Linked DNA regions of Mus musculus: all the other regions are linked to region 3. The links are chromatin contacts, called in public HiCAR-type and promoter capture Hi-C maps. All regions are on one chromosome and are shown on one strand. The core of a region is the stretch at or near the end of the contact, and the rest is flanking DNA. Distances in the headings are between cores, read along the strand shown. Region 1 holds the start of Fubp1 (far upstream element (FUSE) binding protein 1). Region 2 holds the start of Miga1 (mitoguardin 1). Region 3 holds the start of St6galnac3 (ST6 (alpha-N-acetyl-neuraminyl-2,3-beta-galactosyl-1,3)-N-acetylgalactosaminide alpha-2,6-sialyltransferase 3). Region 4 holds the start of Nexn (nexilin).

The links. Promoter capture Hi-C pulls out the DNA fragments that hold promoters and counts their contacts. HiCAR-type assays count read pairs that join an accessible place to other places.
Region 1: a promoter capture Hi-C map of pre-B cells shows a contact between it and region 3. The contact joins the promoter of Fubp1 here to the promoter of St6galnac3 in region 3. A contact is called at or near these places in 1 of 39 promoter capture datasets (pre-B cells) and 2 of 115 datasets of contacts at active chromatin or transcription factors (astrocytes and embryonic forebrain).
Region 2: a contact with region 3 is called in a promoter capture Hi-C map of embryonic stem cells, with 4 times the contacts expected there. The contact joins the promoter of Miga1 here to the promoter of St6galnac3 in region 3. A contact is called at or near these places in 5 of 39 promoter capture datasets (the C10 cell line, cranial neural crest, embryonic stem cells and 2 more) and 1 of 115 datasets of contacts at active chromatin or transcription factors (astrocytes).
Region 4: a contact with region 3 is called in a HiCAR-type map of astrocytes, with 4 times the contacts expected there. The contact joins the promoter of Nexn here to the promoter of St6galnac3 in region 3. A contact is called at or near these places in 4 of 39 promoter capture datasets (cranial neural crest, embryonic stem cells, hippocampal neurons and 1 more) and 1 of 115 datasets of contacts at active chromatin or transcription factors (astrocytes).

What each region holds. Positions count from the first base shown.
Region 1 is chr3:152,209,026-152,211,725 of GRCm38.p6, reverse strand. It overlaps Fubp1 (far upstream element (FUSE) binding protein 1), which reads right to left and starts at 1,304. Exons shown (of 20, transcript NM_057172.4): 1 at 1,026-1,304. The coding sequence starts at 1,133. It also overlaps a transcript of Dnajb4 not described here.
Region 2 is chr3:152,339,037-152,341,736 of GRCm38.p6, reverse strand. It overlaps Miga1 (mitoguardin 1), which reads left to right and starts at 1,330. Exons shown (of 16, transcript NM_174868.4): 1 at 1,330-1,485.
Region 3 is chr3:153,723,856-153,726,555 of GRCm38.p6, reverse strand. St6galnac3 (ST6 (alpha-N-acetyl-neuraminyl-2,3-beta-galactosyl-1,3)-N-acetylgalactosaminide alpha-2,6-sialyltransferase 3) reads left to right here and starts at 1,423. Exons shown (of 5, transcript NM_011372.2): 1 at 1,423-1,511. The coding sequence starts at 1,494.
Region 4 is chr3:152,264,423-152,267,122 of GRCm38.p6, reverse strand. Nexn (nexilin) reads left to right here and starts at 1,328. Exons shown (of 14, transcript NM_001357206.1): 1 at 1,328-1,410. Gm31999 (a long non-coding RNA gene) reads right to left here and starts at 603. Exons shown (of 2, transcript XR_376257.1): 1 at 451-603; 2 at 85-362.

The DNA.
Region 1 (2,700 bases), core at 55-2,554, 1.5 Mb after region 3:
TGGTAGACTTGATAAACCTTGATTGAGTCGGTAATCTTTCGGTCCTGAAGGAAGTTTCCAGTATAGTCAAAGCTGGCTTTAAAAACCTGCTCATGTCTAGCAACTACAACAGAGCCATAAGGGTTTATTTTACCTTACAGGCAAATTCCATAACATACTTTTTTTTTTGAGACAGGTCCCTCTTGGCCGTTTTGACTGGCCTCAAACTCAAGAGACCTGCCAGGCTCTGTCTCTCGAGTGCTGGGACTAAAGTCGAGCACCACCCCACCCGGCAAGGCAACATTATACATTTTTAAGCTACAAAGAAGTCGGGGGCGGGGGCTACTTGAAGACATTGACGTTCAGGTTATTGGGGGGGGGGTGTCAAATGCAAGGACTCTTATCTATCCAACCCTTTTCATCTGGGAAAATGGTTGCCATTCGAGGCAACAGTACGTCCCTACGTAGCACAAAGAGGTTGGAGGCTTCGACTTGGGAAGAGAGAGGCAGATTCAAACTCAAGGCTGGGGAAGAAAGGGCCCGGGGCCATTTGGAGCTGGGGAAAGGATTGGTGGATCGCACGCAGATCCCGCCCCGGGGAGAGCCTCGCTGGTGAACGCCGCGGGGAACGTTAGGCTAATTACGGCGAGGGTGGAGAGCTCGGCGGCGCGGGAAGCGGCGGGGACCGCTAGCCAGGCAGCCGGCCCTCCCTGGCTTGCCCTCGCCGTGACCTGAGCGCCCAGAACCTTCCACGCGCCTGGGTCGGGCGGAACCGGAGCCGAGGGAGCCGGGGCAGGCAGGGCGCACGGGGCGGCGAGGCCGCGCGCGCGGGGCGGAAGTGGAGGCCACGCTCGGGGAGAGCGCGTGGGAGGGGGGGGCGCTTCAGACCACGACAACGGGCTCGGCCTCGAGCCGCTGGGACCCCTCGTGAGAAGACGCCATCTCCTCGGGCGGCAGCCGCGAGTGCGAGCAGGGCCGGACCTGCCCCGCCGGCGGCTCTCGGGGGTCGGGGAGGGGAAGCCGCCGCGCGGTCGGTCCACGCTTACCTGCCGCGCTCTCTGCAGGGCATCTTTGAAAGCGTCGTTAACGACTCCGCCGCCGCCGCCGCCAGCCGAGCCAGACGACGGCGGAGGCACTGTGGAGTAGTCGGCCATACCCACGCTACAGCACACGCTGCCGTTTCCTCGCGGAGGGAGGCGCCGCTCTCGGTTAACTGCTAAGAAAGGAAGAAGATGGCGGCCGTCGAGGCTCTATCACATTCTTGCACGACCATCGTGCCGTAAAGGGGCGGAGACTGGCAGACGGAAATCCCGCGATGTTTCAGCGCTGACGCGCGATTGGCGGGGGGTGAAGAGGGGGTGGAGGGTACAGAGAAGGGACGCCGGGCGAAGAATATCGCGAGACTTGACCGGGCTCCCACGAGAGTAGGGTCTCTCTGGGCGCCTCCTCGCAGCGCGAGTGCGGGCCATTGTTCCCTCGCCTCGGCGGCTGAGGCAGTGGCGCCCGGGAAGTGTGCCGCCCGCGCTTGTAGGGGACTTGGAAAGGCCGTCGCGGATCAGGGAGCTAGCTAGTGTCCTTCCGTGTTTCCGTAGTAAGGGGCCTGACGTCGTCGGGCGGGGACGTCACGCAACAGTGTCGCGCGGCCGCACAGCCCGAGGGCCGCGCGCACGGGGCGTGCGGGGCGTCCGCGGCGACGCTGCGGAACCGTCTGCGGCCCGGCGGCGGGAGCCCACCATGCTCCGGGGCGCCGAGCTGCCTCTGCCCATGTCTCCACCCGGGCCGGTCACAAGCGGGGAGGAACTCAGACCACCGGGCCCTTAGTTCTCGAGCCGATTGCCTACTGAGTCTCTTATGTAAAATAGTGTGGGCGAGCGGATGGTGAAAGTATGACCGCCCTTTGTCCTTTAAAAACGTGAGTGTTGCACATCCAGTATGTAGACACCTAGCGTTGCGTGTCTTTGGCCAGTCTTACCATGTGCCCCTTATGTCACGAACGTGTCATGCTCCTGACACAAACCGGCTTTACTGCGTTTTCCCCACCCCCCCCCCCGCGCCCCTGCGGGTAGTCAGATCAATGTCATGGTCTGAATTTTCATTTCTGGACTAGTTGGCTTTGCAGGCAGTTTCTAATATTTGTCATATATGCCAATAACCACGTTTCTCCAGACCATTCCTGAGCGTGTCTTAGCCATGCTAGCCTAATGCTGGCAATTACTACGGTGAATGAGGGTTCTTGGGCCTTTATTCTGTTTATACTTAGTATGCCACAATGATCCCTGCTCTCAGTTTAGCTAAGAAAAAGGCAAAATGGACTGTCTAATGTATGACGTTTCCCCCCTCTCAGTCTAAGAAGCATTTTTCTTAACACCAATCTTAGAATGAGAGAAATATGTTCCCTTGGCTTTCCGATAGCCGGAAACTATGTGTCCAGTACCCACTATCAGTTACTAAGTCAGGTGCTGGCAGATACAAACAGCATGATTTTCTTAAAACCAGCTCTGTCTTAGCCATTTGATAGCTCAGTTTGACCTGTTTAACCTGTTCATGGATGTCTAGGAATGTCCGTGGATTTAGAAAAACAGTAAAGGTATTGGGCTACAGATTTAATCATAGCAATATGTAGGAAAACTAGCTAATGAGAGTATTTCAGTCGCGTTTTAAGGAAGTTTGCCCAGCAAATAGCATTTACTCATCAGTAATTGATGTTTTTATTCACTAATT
Region 2 (2,700 bases), core at 81-2,580, 1.4 Mb after region 3:
AAATCTCCTTTTCAGAAATTCTTGAGATTGTGTCAGAACTCTAAGCATATCCCACCGAGTCCTAAGTCACCTCCCCACCTCATTCAGGAACCAAGGTCCTCTTTGGTTGGCCTTTGCTGGGGAGGCGACTCCAGGACACTGTCAGCTGGGGCCAGCAACTGATGCAGGTGTTTAAACAGGCGTGATGGCTGCTTTGATGAGAGACGATGTATTTTACATGTTTGTAAGTGTGCAGGTAGCCTTCAAAGCCATCAGAGAACATTCCATCCTCATGGAACCAGAGTTCTGGACTGTTGTGAGCTGCCTGCTGTGGATAGTGGGAATCTTGTACAAGAGAGATGAGCGCTTTTAACTGAGCCAGATCCTTAATGTTTGATTTTTTCTTTTTTTTTTTTTTTTGTTTTGTTTGCTTTTGGAGATAGGATTTTTGTGTGTAGCCTCGGCTATCAGAGTTAGCCTCAGACTCACAGAGATCCGCCCATCTCTGCCTTCTGAGGGCTTAAGGTATGCACCACCACACAGCTCTGATGGTTGATTTTTAACCCTCAATCTAGAATACTTCATTCTTAACTTCATTGCTAGTCTTAGGTTGCTAAATTTAGTGGAAGATTAAAAATAAAAGAATTAAAATAATAATAATGCATCATTTATATATGGTCCATTCATCCTGCCTGTTACCCTCACTTACTTGAGGGCTGAGGGGCTGTGATAGAACTTGCTTGGTTGCTTGGTGGAGGAATTAATTAAACAGCCTCATATGCTCAGCATAAACTCTACCAAGGACCTACATTTCCAGCCCAGAAATTCTTAATTTGGGATCCACGATGGGTTTCTGGGCCTCAAAATGGTGTGCATGTGCGTCTGTGCACCTGTGTGCGGTGTGTGTTTGTAATGTTTACTTTAATAAATAATGTTTGTTTGTTTGTTTGTTTGTTTTGGTTTTTCGAGACGGGGCTTCTCTGTAGCCCTGGCTGTCCTGGAACTCACTTTGTAGACCGGACTGGCCTTGAACTCAGAAATCCGCCTGCCTCTGCCTCCCGAGTGCTGGGATTAAAGGCGTGTGCCACCACGCCTTAGCTCTGGCCATTTTTTATAGGAAAAACCTCCATCGTTTTAGTCAGATTCTCTGAACGGTCCTATAGTCCTAAGAAGTTACCAACTCCTCTGACAAGGTTTATTTATATAAAGGGCTGCCATTCTCCACTGAGCAGCAGGCTAAGCCAGAGCCCACTGCCCTGAACAAACATGGCGGGAGCGGCCTCGCACGTAGCCCCTCACGCAGTCCGCCCGCGGCCCCTCCACTTTCCTTACCTTTGCGTCGTGACCCCGGAAGAACTCCGCCTCCCGCAGCCAGAGGCTGCTAGGTGCGGGCTGCGGCTGGGAGACCGAGGAGGCTCAGGTGCTGGCGGGCGCGGGGCAGAGCGGGCGACGGGCCGGGGACCACACCGCTCGGAGCGCGGGGCCCGCAGAGCGGAGAGAACGGCGGTGAGCGGGGACGGGGACAGCGCGGGCGGCGGGGACCTTAGCAGCTGCCTGGGTGCTGATGACGCCCGTCACGGGGCGGCTGCGGAGAAGCCGTGGCCCGCTCACCAGAATTCTTGAGCACCTGCTCTTTTGGGAGCCGCCCAGACATCTTGTTTTTAGAATGATTGTTTTTATTCGGCCAGCGTCTCACCCTGCAACCCAACAGACTGCGTGTCTGGAACTCACTTCAGAGACCACGCGGGGGCTCCCGCTGGTGGTAATCCTCCTGCCTCAGCCTCCCTAGTGATGGGATTATAGGCGTGACCACTAGCCATCTTGGTTTTACACAGAGCTCACAGGCGATTATTGTTACCAGGTTATTGTCAGTAACGACTACTTATTCCATTGAAATATCTCCTCAGATAACAAGAGGAGTTGTTGCATGCGTGGTCTTAGCACGGGGCAGGTGGAGGCAGAAGGATCAGAGATTCAGGGTCGTTCTCGGTTACCTAGTGATTCCAGGCCTGCCTGGCCAGCATGGAACCCCTCGAGTGTGTGTGTGTGTGTGTGTGTGTGTGTGTACAGCCTCAGAGTTTTAAGTTGTGTATATTCGCACTTCGTGTCATATAGGCTCAGTAGCAGTTCACTTCTTGCTCTTAGAGTCAGAGTTGTAGAATAGAATTTCAGGATGTTAAAAATGAAAACTCCGGTGATTGACACTTTTAATAAACCAGTGCTTGGTGCATGCAAAGAGTGAGGTCATTTGCAGTGATGTTTTATGGTTTCTTTTACAAATTTGAATAGTCATAAAACTGCTTCCATGTTTATTTTCATTATACTTCTGTAAGAAACCGGAACGCCTACTGTGGAAGTTTGTCAGCTAGTGACGATCATGTTTAGATTCAGTTTCCTTGGTGATTTTCAGTAAGAAGAAACGAGGTATCTAGAATTCAAAAGTAAAGGTTTGTCCGGATTCTTTGAGCAAAGTGCTGTGCCAAGCTCAAATAAGCACTTCGTCACTGGTATTTTTTATTTTATTCCTTTAAATATATGAGTGTTTTGCTTGCATGCCCATGCACCAGGTACGACAGTCCGTGGAGTCCAGAGGAGGGTGTGGAATTCCTTGGAACTGGAGTTATAAATGGCTGTGAGCCACCATGCTGGTGCTGAGAATCAGCCCTGGCTCTTGAACAGCCAGTGCTCTGCACTGCCGACCCTTCTCTCTACCCTAGGGTA
Region 3 (2,700 bases), core at 174-2,673:
CGAGTCTAGTTTGTGTCAAGTTGACATGAAACTAGCCAGTACACCTGCTAAGACCATTTATTAAAGCTGCAGTTTGAAGTATGCGATCTTTACCAAACCATACTTATAAAATACATGTGCCTTGAAGGCAGAGGGAGGGGTGGGAGGAAGTGGCAACAGAGAAGAGTTTAGTCACCCTGGAGACAGACAGAGCTTGCCTGGGAACAGGCAGTTTGAATAGGACTCTAGTCTTTTCAGTATCTTCCCTGTGATTTCTCCTGTTGAATGTCCTGAGCAATTCCTGTCTGTTGGTGTGGGAGCCATCTCATGACCCTCGGTCACTCTCAGATCACATGCTTTCCCTGATGCTGTGCAGGCCAGCTAATCTGCGAGGGAGATGACTTTAAGGTAGATGTTTTGGGGAGTAATTTAAAGACTTGTGTGACTTCTAGACAGCAGGAATTTGTGTATCTACAGACCTTTCCTCTCTCTGGGCATAACCTCTTCTTGTAGAAATGATTGTTCTCTTAGCAGGTCTGGTTTGGGACACACAGAGTCCATTAAGGACCCAGAGAGGACCAGGTTCCAGTTTGCCCATGTCACCTCTTGGGTAAATCTGCACTGCTCTTTAACACAGGACAGTTCATGGTGGAGGTCAGGACCTTCCTAGATGTCCAGACTTAAGAGGAAAAGCTAATATGTAACTTGGTTGTTGAAATTTTAACTGAGTTCTCTAAATTCCAAGATAGTAGTAGTGAGTAGCAAAGTCCTGTGCATCATACTCTGTACATAGGTGTACACACATGAACATTATCTTTATACATTGTGTACATAAGCATTTTACGAACTTGCAACAGAATACAACAGTCACAGCTGCATATGTTTATGTGCCCATATGCTACACATGCTGTGCACAATGTCACATTGTGTGAAGATTGTGGCTTCTTTTTTGAAGACCAAGAGTGTTCAATCTTTCAGCATCTCTAGTTGTTTGTGTTTTCAGGTTGACAGACGATCAATCATAACAAGAGACGCACACCACAGAATTCTGCAGTGCCCAAGGGCTAGCCCTGGGCACTTCCAGCTGCTTTCGAAGAATCCTGTGATGGGCCCCATGCCTGCATCGGAATGGTGCCAAACAAAGCTAACTTTTTGGAAAGTGGCACATCTGTGGGTTCTCTGATGGGCGAGTGCAGCTGGAAGGGCCACCTTCTGTCCTCAGGTTAAGCAGATCTGGGTCTGCTGCAAGCCGGGCTTTACATACCTCCATCTGCAGAAGGGTTTGGAAAAAAAGGTGAAGTAGTAGCAGCGGTGGAGTAGCAAGCAGTTGCGGGCTGCACGGAGGGCACGTGACTAGGGGCGGGGCCTCGTGTGGCGCCAGCCAGTGGCGGGGCTCGGGGGTGGGGCCTGAGCGCGCAGCTCCCGCGGCCCGGCTCGCTCTGCGGGAATGTGGGCTGGAGTGGTCCAGCTGCGGGGCCGAGGTGCAGCGAGCCACAGGGTCGATCCATAGCGCCATGGCCTGCATCCTCAAGGTAACAGCTCGGCGGTGGGCCGCATGCGAGCTCCGCCTGCTGGGTGCGCCGAGGCGTGGAGCCCGCCGCGGTCCCGCCGCATCCTCAGCCCGCCCGTCTCTTCCTGGCGTCGGCTTCCTTTTTGTTCCTTTGGCCAAGGCATCTGGGTGGGAGACTATGTAATGTGCGTTGGGCACAGACTCCTTGCCTGCACTGCTGCCGGCTGGCTCCTGTCTGGAAGGAGCTGGGCAGGGAGCGCGCGGCGGCGTGCCGAATGATGGGTATAGCAGGCGGAGCAGAGGGTGCTCCGAGACTTGGGTCAGGGCAGCCCGCGGCCTGTGGGGGGCCATGGGCTGAAAAGGAGTGGCCCAGCATGGGTGAGGGGCACAGCGTTTGAGAGGAGGAGGAGAGGGTGCAGAGAGCCCGCAGCCTTTGCTCCCGGGAACACATAAACTTCTAGGTCTACAGGTAGCCCTGTAGGGATGAGTTTTCTGGGGAACTAGCTCCAGGTGCCGGGACTTAAGTTGGAAAAGTTCATTAGATGGACATAGGTAGAATGTTGGACTTCCTTAGGCTCACATGTGAACAGACAGTATCTACCCAGAGTCCAGCCCTATTTTGCTGAGTTCTTTCAAGCCTTGGTACATTCCATGTTCTTAGTGACTCCTTAGCCACAGGCTTGAAGGCTTTGCGTGGACCTACTTGGTGAGGACCTTTTCTGGGAAGACTTGTTTCCAACTCACCGAGAAAGTTCACTCCCTAGCCTGTTCTGGTTTTTCCTCGCTGTCCTTATTCAGTTGCCCAGTCTGACTCCGTGGATCCAAACTTGAGCAGCATGAAGGTTTCCCATCCCGGAGAGAAAACTAAGGTGTTCGGTTTCCAGCCCCGAGAAGGTGCTGTGTGACCAAGGGCCACACAGAACAGTCTTGTGTGTCGTAGCACTTAATATAGTCTTGGGCTGCTGTTGAAGTTGTACCAGTCATCCTTCCCTCTCATGAAGCGAGGCAGCAGACCCTTATTGTGACTTTCCTGAGCTTGCCGTTTGTTTTGGAACACTTTCCACGCCTTTTCTTTTCTTTTTTTTTCCCCAAGGGTGGCAAAGTTAGGAGGAAATAATCCATTGGTATCACAGAATGCAACTTGAACTCACAGGAACTGGAACTAGGTCACCACATCGTCTCTATTTATTTGTGTCATTTGCTAAAAGGAA
Region 4 (2,700 bases), core at 79-2,578, 1.5 Mb after region 3:
TGAATAAATTAATAAATCTTTTAAAAAGTGGGCCTAGTGAGGAGCTACCCTCAGAAGGGTAATTAGCTCTCATGGGTCTCCAAATAGTTTTTTTTTTTTAATCAGAATAAAGATACAATTATAAGTGCACGGTGAGGAAAAGACTCCTCGAGCCTTGCAGTAGACATGGAGAGCGCTGGGAGGGGCTTCCGGGAGAGGAGCGGTTCAAACGGAGGGGTCCTGTAGGGAGCTTGTATGGGGCTGTGGACATTCCCATGAACGGAACAGGTGAAGGCACCGAATCGTGGAAGGGACGAGCCGGCCTCCAGACCTCCTATTGACATTTACCTCCTGGTGATAGTGAGGGCTGGGATGGCAAACCACTATATTCAAGAGCAATAACATCACCTGAGCTTTGGTCTGTCTGCTGATGGAATCAGAAGTGGTTTCCTTTGTCCCTGGGTCACCTACCTCGGTGCCTCTCATTTTTCTTTTCTTTGGGGATTTCCGAGAGATGGCCTATTGAAGCCCGGGCTGTCCTCAGACTCTCTATAGTGAAGACTAGCTTTGGAACTCTGCTCGTGCCGTCCCCTCCTAAGTGCTGGGGCCCCCCTCTCTGTCCCCCGCCCCCCACCCCGCACTGGCTAACTTGTTTCACTAATGCTGTTTTTGTTGTGTGGCTCTGGGAGGTGACCCCGGGGCCTTGTTTTGTGACACAAACATGCTCCTCATAGAGCTATGGCTCCTCGGTTTGGTTGGTTGCTGTTGATGGAGTGAAGCGGGGCCTCTCTTTATCCAAAGAGGCCTCAGCTGGGCTTGCCTCTCACACTCCAGTGTAGTTTTCCTGGCAGGCTTGTGCCTAACACTCACGTCGTGCTTTTAGATGATGTGAGAGCGCAGATTTGTATTGCCTTCAGCTAAGGAAAGGTGAGCCGTTGAGTTAAGAGCAGGCTCTTATCCCGTTCCCTTGAGCGTCTTTTCCAGTCACCTCTCCTCGAGGTTAAAGAGGAGCGGCAGACAGACTCAGCGTTTTCACACTGTCGCCCCATTCCTTCCGAAGGAAAGGGGAAGCTGGCCAGAAGTCAGGGAGTTTTATGGGCTACTAGGGCAGGTAGAGAATCTGAGGGAAGCGGGCCGGCAGGTTGCCAGGAGGCAGCCTGCGGTGGCAGCCAGCGCCCCTCTTCTTTCTGGGTGACTCTCCACCCTCTGCTGCGCGGCGGTGGGGGTGGGGACTGGCCTGGTCCGGGAACAGCTGCAGCGGGCGCTGGGCCCGTCTGGAATGCGGGAGCCGCTGCACCAGGACTTTTATGGAAACTTGCTGCTGGCGCGCGGCGGCCAGCGGGCTCGGGCGGCGGGAGCGGCGGGGGCAGCGCGCAGAGCCCGACACGCAGCGCGGAGCGGGAGGAGCGGCGCCCGGGCGGCGGCAGGCGGGTAGGAGGGCTGGGCTGGGCTGGGCTGGGCGGACGCGGCGGGGCTCCGGGCCCTCCTGGTGGCCTGCGCTCGGCCAGACCATCCTGGGCTGCGGGGGTTGGGGGTCCCTCGCCGGGCCGGGCGCTTCTGCTCCACCTGCATCTGGGCGGCTGAGTTTGGGGGAGAGTGTTTCCATGAGCCGAATGTGTGTACGCTCTCCGCCGGGGACCCCTAGGGTCCGAGCGGGCGAGTTCACTGTGGCACCCAACACGTGCCCACTGCGGACTCCGCCAGCTGTGGCTGAGATTTTAAAGAAATTGCGGATGGGTCCGTGGAAGCGGGGAAATTAAGGATTTATTAGGCTGCCATGCCCGGCCTCCAAATTGTTCCCCAGTGCCAAGACAGGGATACACTTGGAGGTTGAGCAGCTAGCTCTAAAAGTCAGAGTAAAGGCATCATATGTGAGATGTTCAAGAGTAATATATACATATATGTTTATATACACATATACATAACACATACATACAGGTCTCTCTCTTTGTGTGTGTGTCTGAATGAAGAAGGAGCAAATTGAGAGATTAGGTGATTGCTCAGTGGCTTGAGATAAGCGTTTTATTTTTAAGGCCACAATGTGGACAAGGAGTTGAGCATAGATAACGTGGTAAAAATAGCACATGGCATGCCCTCACAAAGTGACTACCCTTGGAAAAAGACAGACAGGCAGAGAAAAGAAGCCCCACGAAGAAATCACCTTTCTGACCGGGGCGTCATTCATCAACCAACTTTTGTATAGGAGCCGCGCGGCCCATTGCACGAGTCTCAGAAGTATGTTCCCGGTATTGTGAAACGAAGTTTTTAGACTGTCTTGGTCACACGATAGTGTGTGAACTACATAAAATTTCCCCCAATATTATTCATTTATATGTTGAACTGCCACTGTAAGAAAATCCAAATTGCATGTTTTTGTTTTTTTGTTTTGTTTGTTTTGCGTTTGGGTGTGTTTGTATGGGGAAAGTGCATAATTAACTGAAGGAAAGTCTTTTGTTTGTGCGTGGGGGCGGAGGTGGTAATATAAACAGATTTCATGCTGTGTAGTTGGTGCCTGCTAGGCAAGCTCTCTTGCTTCTAAGTTCTTTCCTTATCTATTTTACTAGGTTTTCCAGGCGAGCCTTGAACTCGGTAGTGCCGGCAGGCAGGACTGTGACCGTCCCAGCCTCCAGCGCAGTTGGAATTACAGGCCAGCACCCTGAGGCCCAGCTCAGCACTGTCCTTTGCCTGGTGCTTCTGAGGGCTCGTTTAAGGAAAGCCGTG